2 separate regions of the Mus musculus genome follow, and region 2 is linked to region 1. A link is a contact called in public Hi-C data. All regions are on one chromosome and are shown on one strand. The core of a region is the stretch at or near the end of the contact, and the rest is flanking DNA. Distances in the headings are between cores, read along the strand shown.

Region 1 (3,513 bases), core at 690-3,189:
TTGTTCACTACCTCTCCCCTGGTGTTATACAGCTACACTGCACTCAATAAGTTCCAATTTACCCAACCGCTCTCAACCTCCTCAAACCTTCTAAGCTCCAATCCTAATAGGTCATCAAGTCTGTTTTTGTCAGACCTGAGAACTGGTCCAAGGGTCTAGTGTGTAGAGTTATAACATTGAGCTACACATTCCTTTTCTTCCCTGGAAATGCAACTCAGTGGAGATTTGTCTGGGGTACATGAGATCCTAAGTTCAATTTAGCACCAGTGGTGGTGGAGGAGTTAGTAAAATAGAAGGAAACAAGGGCAAAATCAGAGTAACAGGAGCTGACATTTGTAAGGAAATGGAAGTTGAAATAACTTAAGTAATCCACCCTAAGTCAGAAACCTGAGTGGCAGAGCCAACCGCCAAGGTTCAATTTGTCTGGAGAACAGGCTGGCTTTAATCAGCGCAATGTGCCGCCGTTCAACAACAGTTAGTTTCCCAAACACACACCACTTCCCACTTCAACACCTTTGCACATGTTCTACCCTCCAGAAGGAGTGTCTCTCCCACATGTTCTACAGAATGAGGCTCAGTGATTCATTTCTCAATACACTTTTTTGGTTAGAATTTTACTTTTCATGTAAAAGAAGAATTAGGGGGAATGCATTAAATACACTTTTAGAGACTAATGAAATATGCTATTTACAACTACAGGCATTTAAAAGTACCAGTGTCTGAGCTGGGGATATAGATCAACCGCAGAGGTGACAGTACTTGCCTAGCACACATAAGAATTCCCAACACTGGGGTGGGGGTGGGGACTGGGTATCCATTTCCTTTAAAATGCACGGAGACAGAATGGAGATATGGTGTACTGGCTGGGTTTTGAGTCAGCTTGACACAAGCTAAGGTCCTTTTGGAAGAAGGAACAAGCTTATGGTATATTTTCTTGATGGAGGATTGATATGGGAGGGCCCAGCTGAGTTGGTCACACCACCCCAGGCTTGGAGTCCCTGGATTTTTTTCAGAGGGCTAGCTGAGTAAGCCATGGGAAAAGCAATCCAGTAAGCAGAGCTCTTCCTCTGCATCAGCTCCTGCGTCCAGGTTCTTCCCCTGAGTTCATCCAGTAATGAACTGTGGTGTGAACGTATAAGTGAAATAGACCTTTTCCTCCCGAGCTGCCTATGGGCATGGTGTATTATCACAGCAATAGAAACCCTATGCCTAAGGCTTCTTCCCTCTTCTCAAATCCTTATTAACTTCTCTACTAGAAAGAATTACCATCTATATACCTCTAATATAGACTTACAAAATTGTAATGTTTATTTAAATACTTAGCCCTGGTTACTATAGGAACCTAGTGGATTTGATCCCCAAACTGAAAAAAAAATCAAATATTCTCATACTCTCTCCTCTCCCCACCCCCCCACCCCGCCCGAGCCACACCCCTCAGTCCTACTTCTTAGCTTTGAAGGACCACAAACATGGCTCTAAACAAAATGCTTATTTATGTAGTGTTTGTGTGTGTGTGTGTGTGTGTGTGTGTGTGTGTGTGTGTGTGTGTGTGAGTGAACTCAGGGGCTGTCACATCTAGCCAAGCATTTGTAATACTGAATTATAACCACGTTCTCCCTAATTCTCAAAGACAAGTGTGACTCACATATTATAGGAGTTTTAGAAAGAGCCACACAGTACAGTATATCCATGTCCAACACAAACTTACTAAAGTTCAATACGAATATAGGCTAAATTTGAGTACTCTATTCAAAAACTAGAAACAATATCTTCCTGTCTAAACTTCTAGTAGCTTACTGAAAAATTTAAAGCCTCCACAGGCACACCTCATCCATCTGTGGGCCTCTCTTTCCTCTCCATTCAGTTAAACTGGTCTGTCTAGTCTTGAAAACGTCTTGCACTTTTCTGCCAACTTGTTTTCTGTCTTTGTTTCCTTTCCCCTTTTCACAGCTTTAACCCAGCCTCTCAAGGTCAGGGCACAGGCTGACGGCTCAGAAACCATGTTAGACACAGGCGCCTTTCCTTTGATTTGAAGTGATTTTTTAAAAAAATTTTCCTTATTCATTCATATCCAACAGTTAGGAGCTTTCAAGGCACAGCCATGGCTCTGTGTAGCTGTAGATGCTTCTGCTTTGCTTGTCAGGAACTGAGGAAAGACTGCCCTCTTTGGACTGGGCTTGACGTCTGTCACTCTGGAACTCAGTTTTCCCGTCAGTAAATTGCCTGTGTGACCTTTGTTTCAGAAACTAGACCAACTTCCAATAGTCCTTGAAGATTTTGCTTACACTTCTCTGGCTCCAGTAATCTCGATCACATTTTATCCCAAAACACCTTTTATTTTTAGCCTTCTGTTACAATTAAGCATGCGTTACTTCCTGGAAACTCTCGTGTTCTTACCGTGGCAGCTGACATCAACAGGACCAAGACCCTGAAGGCAAAGGCAGAGGACCAGAAAACCTACAGAATGGCAATGATCATGGTTGTGAAACTCTACAAACGTTTATTCTGTTACTAGGACAGATACCCACAGATTATCAAATAATAGCCCTGATATGTTAATATACACTTTAATATACACAATCTTGTTTATTCACTGCAACAATGCTGTGAGATAGATGTAATCCATTTTATAGACAGGAAGATGTACCAGGTGTGATAGTTCATTTTCAGAGTTGACTTAACTTGATTTGAAGTCATCTAGGAGACAAGTCTTGGTGTGTCTGCGATGATGTTTCCAGAGAGGGTTAACTGAGGAAGGAAGTGTGGGCTGGGGCCCCATGGCCTGGGGTCCAGACTGAATAAAAGGGGGGCGAGGAGGAAGCGGCAGCACTACCTCTCTCTGCTTCCTGACTAAGGGCATCACGTGACCAGCCACCTGTTCCTGCTGCCCTGCCTTCCTCCCCATGATAGGCTGTACCTCTCATACCATGAACCGAAATAAATCTTTCTTTCCCTAAGTCGCTTCTTGCCAGGTATCTGGTCACAGCAATGAGAAAAGAGAGTAAGGAGTACAGTAAGCTTCTAACTTAAGGGGTGTGTGTGTGTGTGTGTGTGTGTGTGTGTGTGTGTAACCTGCAAACTAAAACACAACAACATCCAGCTAGGCTGATGTAGCCCCAAGCCTACACATCTTAATGAAGTTCTGTACAATTAGAGTAGCCATTTTAAAGCTGTTGACCTTTGCTTTGGCTTATATACTATCAATTATATTTTATCCACTTGCTGGGCAGTGGTGGCACCCACCTTTAATCCCAGCATTCAGGAGGCAGAGGCAAGTGGATCTCTGTGAGTTCCAGGCCAACCTGGTCTACAGAACAAGTTCAGGGACAACCAGAACTATACAAAGAAACCATGTTTCCAAAAAAAAAAAAAAAAAAAAAAATCGACTTTTAAACATTGTATGCACTTATCTACAAAAAGAAAGGAAAGAAAATCTATGACAGAGTTAAAACTAGAAAAACAATTACTTTGTAACTAAGTGTCCTTTACCTAGACTCTGTCCTTCCTCATCAC
Region 2 (3,576 bases), core at 519-3,018, 520 kb before region 1:
AAGAACCCAGATGCCCCTCAACAGAGGAATGGATACAGAAAATGTGGTACATCTACACAATGGAGTACTACTCAGCTATTAAAAAGAATGAATTTATGAAATTCCTAGCCAAATGGATGGACCTGGAGAGCATCATCCTGAGTGAGGTAACACAATCACAAAGGAACTCACACAATATGTACTCACTGATAAGTGGATACTAGCCCAAAACCTAGGATACCCACGATATAAGATACAATTTCCTAAACACATGAAACTCAAGAAAAATGAAGACTGAAGTGTGGACACTATGCCCCTCCTTAGAAGTGGGAACAAAACACCCATGGAAGGAGTTACAGAAACAAAGTATGGAGCTGAGATGAAAGGATGGACCATGTAGAGACTGCCATATCCAGGGATCCACCCCATAATCAGCTTCCAAATGCTGACACCATTGCATACACTAGCAAGATTTTACTGAAAGGACCCAGATGTAGCTGTCTCTTGTGAGACTATGCCGGGGCCTAGCAAACACAGAAGTGGATGCTCACAGTCAGCTAATGGATGGATCACAGGGCTCCCAATGGAGGAGCTAGAGAAAGTACCCAAGGAGCTAAAGGGATCTTCAACCCTATAGGCGGAACAACATTATGAACTAACCAGTACCCCTGAGCTCTTGACTCTAGCTGCATATGTATCAAAAGATGGCCTAGTCGGCCATCACTGGAAAGAGAGGCCCATTGGACACGCAGACTTTGTGTGCCCCGGTACAGGGGAACGCCAGGGCCAAAGGGGGGGAGTGGGTGGGTAGGGGAGTGGGGGTGGGTGGGTAAGGGGGACTTTTGGTATAGCATTGGAAATGTAAATGAGCTAAATCCCTAATAAAAAAAAAATGAAAAAAAAAAAATAAAAATAAAAAAAAAAAAAAAAAAAAAAAAAGAGCAATAAGCACTTTTAACCACTGAGTTATCTTTCCAGCCTCTGTTCTTTAATTCTTGAACATATCATTTGAACCCCTACCATTTTCAAAAGCCATTTCTTCTCTGAATGCTTGTTTTATTGAACTTATAATTTAACCAAGTTTTTGCAGTTTTTTTCTTTTGTTGACAATCACACACGTGAACATGTTGGTCACACCCACACCCCCTTTACTAAGTTCCGCTTGAAGCAGCCATGAGTTAGCTTCTCTGACTGACTGTACCTTCTTCTGAAAAGATTTACCCTTAGATCCTTGACCGCTGGGGTGTAAAAGTGACCTCAGAGCTGCAGTTGACCTCTTTTTTGATGTTTCTTCACCCTTGCCACCTCAGTGCAAGAAATTGCATTTAACCCATGTTTTGCAAAAACGGTCCACACGGGGGCGAGAGAGAGCTTGCCTGAGGTCGAATGCAGCTTTACAGAGGCCGGGTTGTTCTCTCCCCAGAAATATCATTTAGTTGTAGACAGAATAATAGTCCTAGAAATACCCCTATCTACCCTATCTAATCTCCTAATTTGTAAGTATTTTACCTCGCATGGCAAAAGGGGGCTTTGCTGATGTGATTAAAGTAAAGCTCCTGAGGTGGAGAAAGTGCCTGAAGCACCCAGCAGGGCTCTTAGAAGATCCTCATGAGGGAATGAGGACGGGGTGGGGGTAGGGGGTAGGAGAGGGGTGAGGGGGCTGATGATAAGAGCAGATCTTGCAGCCATGTGCTTTGAAGATGGAGGGAGGAACCAAGAGTCAGAGAAGGCAAGTGGCTTCCAGCAGCTGAAGAGGCGAAGGAATACAGTGTTCCTTGGGTCCACCAGAGGGAGTAAGGCTCTGTAGAAACCAAAGTGTATGAGAGCAGCAAGAACGGTAGGTAGGCACACAGCTGCACCTCCGTCTCTTACACACCGAATAGTGTTGATGAGAATTTTTAGGCAGGGTTCCCTGCTCTATAAAGTGAGCTACAGAGAAGTAGGGCAGGGCTGGGTGCTATTCTGGGATGCCCCAGACTCACTCAAAGTCTTCTGTATGTTTTCTCCCTTAGCATTTAAAGCATAAGGTTATGCTTTTTCCTCTGACTTGTCACTATTGAATATTTTACCCTCCGTCTAATTTTTCTTCATGTCATAAGGTATTGGAAGATTTAATGACATAATTTCTCAAGCTACTCTATTTACCTACACTGACCACACTAGGCTCAGTTTACTGCACTGCTTTGCTTCTGTAACCCTACTCTAAACAGAGACATGAGCCAAATCAACCAGTAGTGGGGAGCTGAGAGGGGGACTGGCAGTGAGAGGCATTGGATGCAGGGTAATTCTGGACATCACGTCTTGAGACGGTATGGAGAAAGAAGCTGGAGTGAGACAAAACCATCAGAAGACTCAATCGTCCAAGTAGGAAAGTGGAGAAGCCTGGGTTTAATCCTTCACAATGGAGCTAGAGAGAGTAGGACAGATTTTAGACAAATAAAGGATGCACACACCACACTCCACAGGCACTATTAAAAATAATAAAAATAAATCTTTGTATTGAAAAATTTAAAAGTGTAAGAAAATGTATGCCTCTTAAGTGAAAGTAATGTTAAAAAACAAAACAAAAACAAAAACAAAAACAAAAACAAAAACAAAACAAACAAACAAAAAGGCCGGGCATGGTCCTTAGGACTTTTGTGTAAGAATGTGACCACAGTATTACAGAAGTAAGAAGTAGAGGATATAAATGATACTGATAAAAAAAGAAAATAGTGGGTATTCTTTAGCGGAGGTGGCTCTCTGTGTTGCCTTGGCTGCCTAGAACTCAGAGATCTGTCTGTCTCTGCCTCTTGAGATGAAAGACAGACATCTACCATCATGCCCACCCAACTCAAGAATTAGAATAAGAAGGAATCAAGAGTACAGGAAATAGCAATGACTCAGCAAAGTCAGTCCTTTTCCCTGTCACAGAGAGGTGGGTAAGGAAAGGGGATACGGGGGGAAAACCCTACGCAAAATACTATTTCTAGAGAAAAGATACATGCAGTTAAGACCAAAAGGAGAAGTGGAGGAGGAGACGGTGGAAGGGCTTCCTGTCAATCACAAACTCTACTGGAGTTTCTGAAGCGGAACTTGTGAGAACTCGCCTGAGCACTTTGATCAATGTCATTCCCAATACCGGGGAAGAAGAAACTATGTAATGAATGTATTTCCAACTCAACATAAACAGACGCAGCACCCTCTTCTCTGTGAATAAGCATTCTTCCCTCGTTAAATATTCCTATATTGGGTTTGGAAAGATGGCTCAGTGGTTATGAGCACTGACTGCTATTCCAGAGAACCCAAGTTTGATTCTCAGCACCAAGCAGAGGCTCTAGTTCCAGGGAACTTGATGTCCTCTCTTGCCTCTGCAAGCATTGCATATATGGGATACACAAATACACATGAAGGCTAATACCCATACACATAAAAAGAAATTAATATTTGTAGTAGGACTTGGGAAGTAGAATGATTATATCTAGAGCAAACATTAGAATGAAGTGGTTGCTTTTCACTGTTTCTAGTGAATACATCAGAATGAGTAGTTTTATACAAGTATTTTGATTGTGAAGAAGTCATTGTAGAAAACTGTGATTGTTTTCTGTTATCTATAGA

Evidence for each region. Hi-C and Micro-C count contacts between places; a contact is called where the count stands out from the background.
Region 2: a contact with region 1 is called in a Hi-C map of the G1E-ER4 cell line, with 4 times the contacts expected there. The contact joins two enhancer-like sites. A contact is called at or near these places in 6 of 39 promoter capture datasets (the C10 cell line, the HPC-7 cell line, HPC-7-derived erythroid cells and 4 more), 2 of 15 datasets of contacts at CTCF or cohesin (large pre-B cells and stem cell-derived epiblast-like cells), 16 of 484 Hi-C or Micro-C datasets (the AML12 cell line, B cells, the Ba/F3 cell line and 7 more), 12 of 115 datasets of contacts at active chromatin or transcription factors (bone marrow-derived dendritic cells, bone marrow-derived macrophages, embryonic forebrain and 5 more) and 1 of 9 other capture datasets (macrophages).

The regions. Positions count from the first base shown.
Region 1 is chr9:70,670,802-70,674,314 of GRCm38.p6, reverse strand. No RefSeq gene overlaps it. Among named protein-coding and RNA genes, the nearest start is that of Adam10, 6.4 kb to the left of the region's middle. Within about 2 kb of position 1,939, at least 96 of the 459 cell types and tissues checked have an H3K27ac peak or open chromatin away from gene starts, as enhancers often do. A contact at or near this core is called in the Ba/F3 cell line, the G1E-ER4 cell line, the HPC-7 cell line and 1 more, where this site is marked.
Region 2 is chr9:71,186,988-71,190,563 of GRCm38.p6, reverse strand. The region is part of intron 5 of Gm32511 (predicted gene, 32511); the gene reads right to left. Among named protein-coding and RNA genes, the nearest start is that of Gm32511, 20 kb to the right of the region's middle. Within about 2 kb of position 1,768, at least 19 of the 459 cell types and tissues checked have an H3K27ac peak or open chromatin away from gene starts, as enhancers often do. A contact at or near this core is called in the Ba/F3 cell line, the G1E-ER4 cell line, the HPC-7 cell line and 1 more, where this site is marked.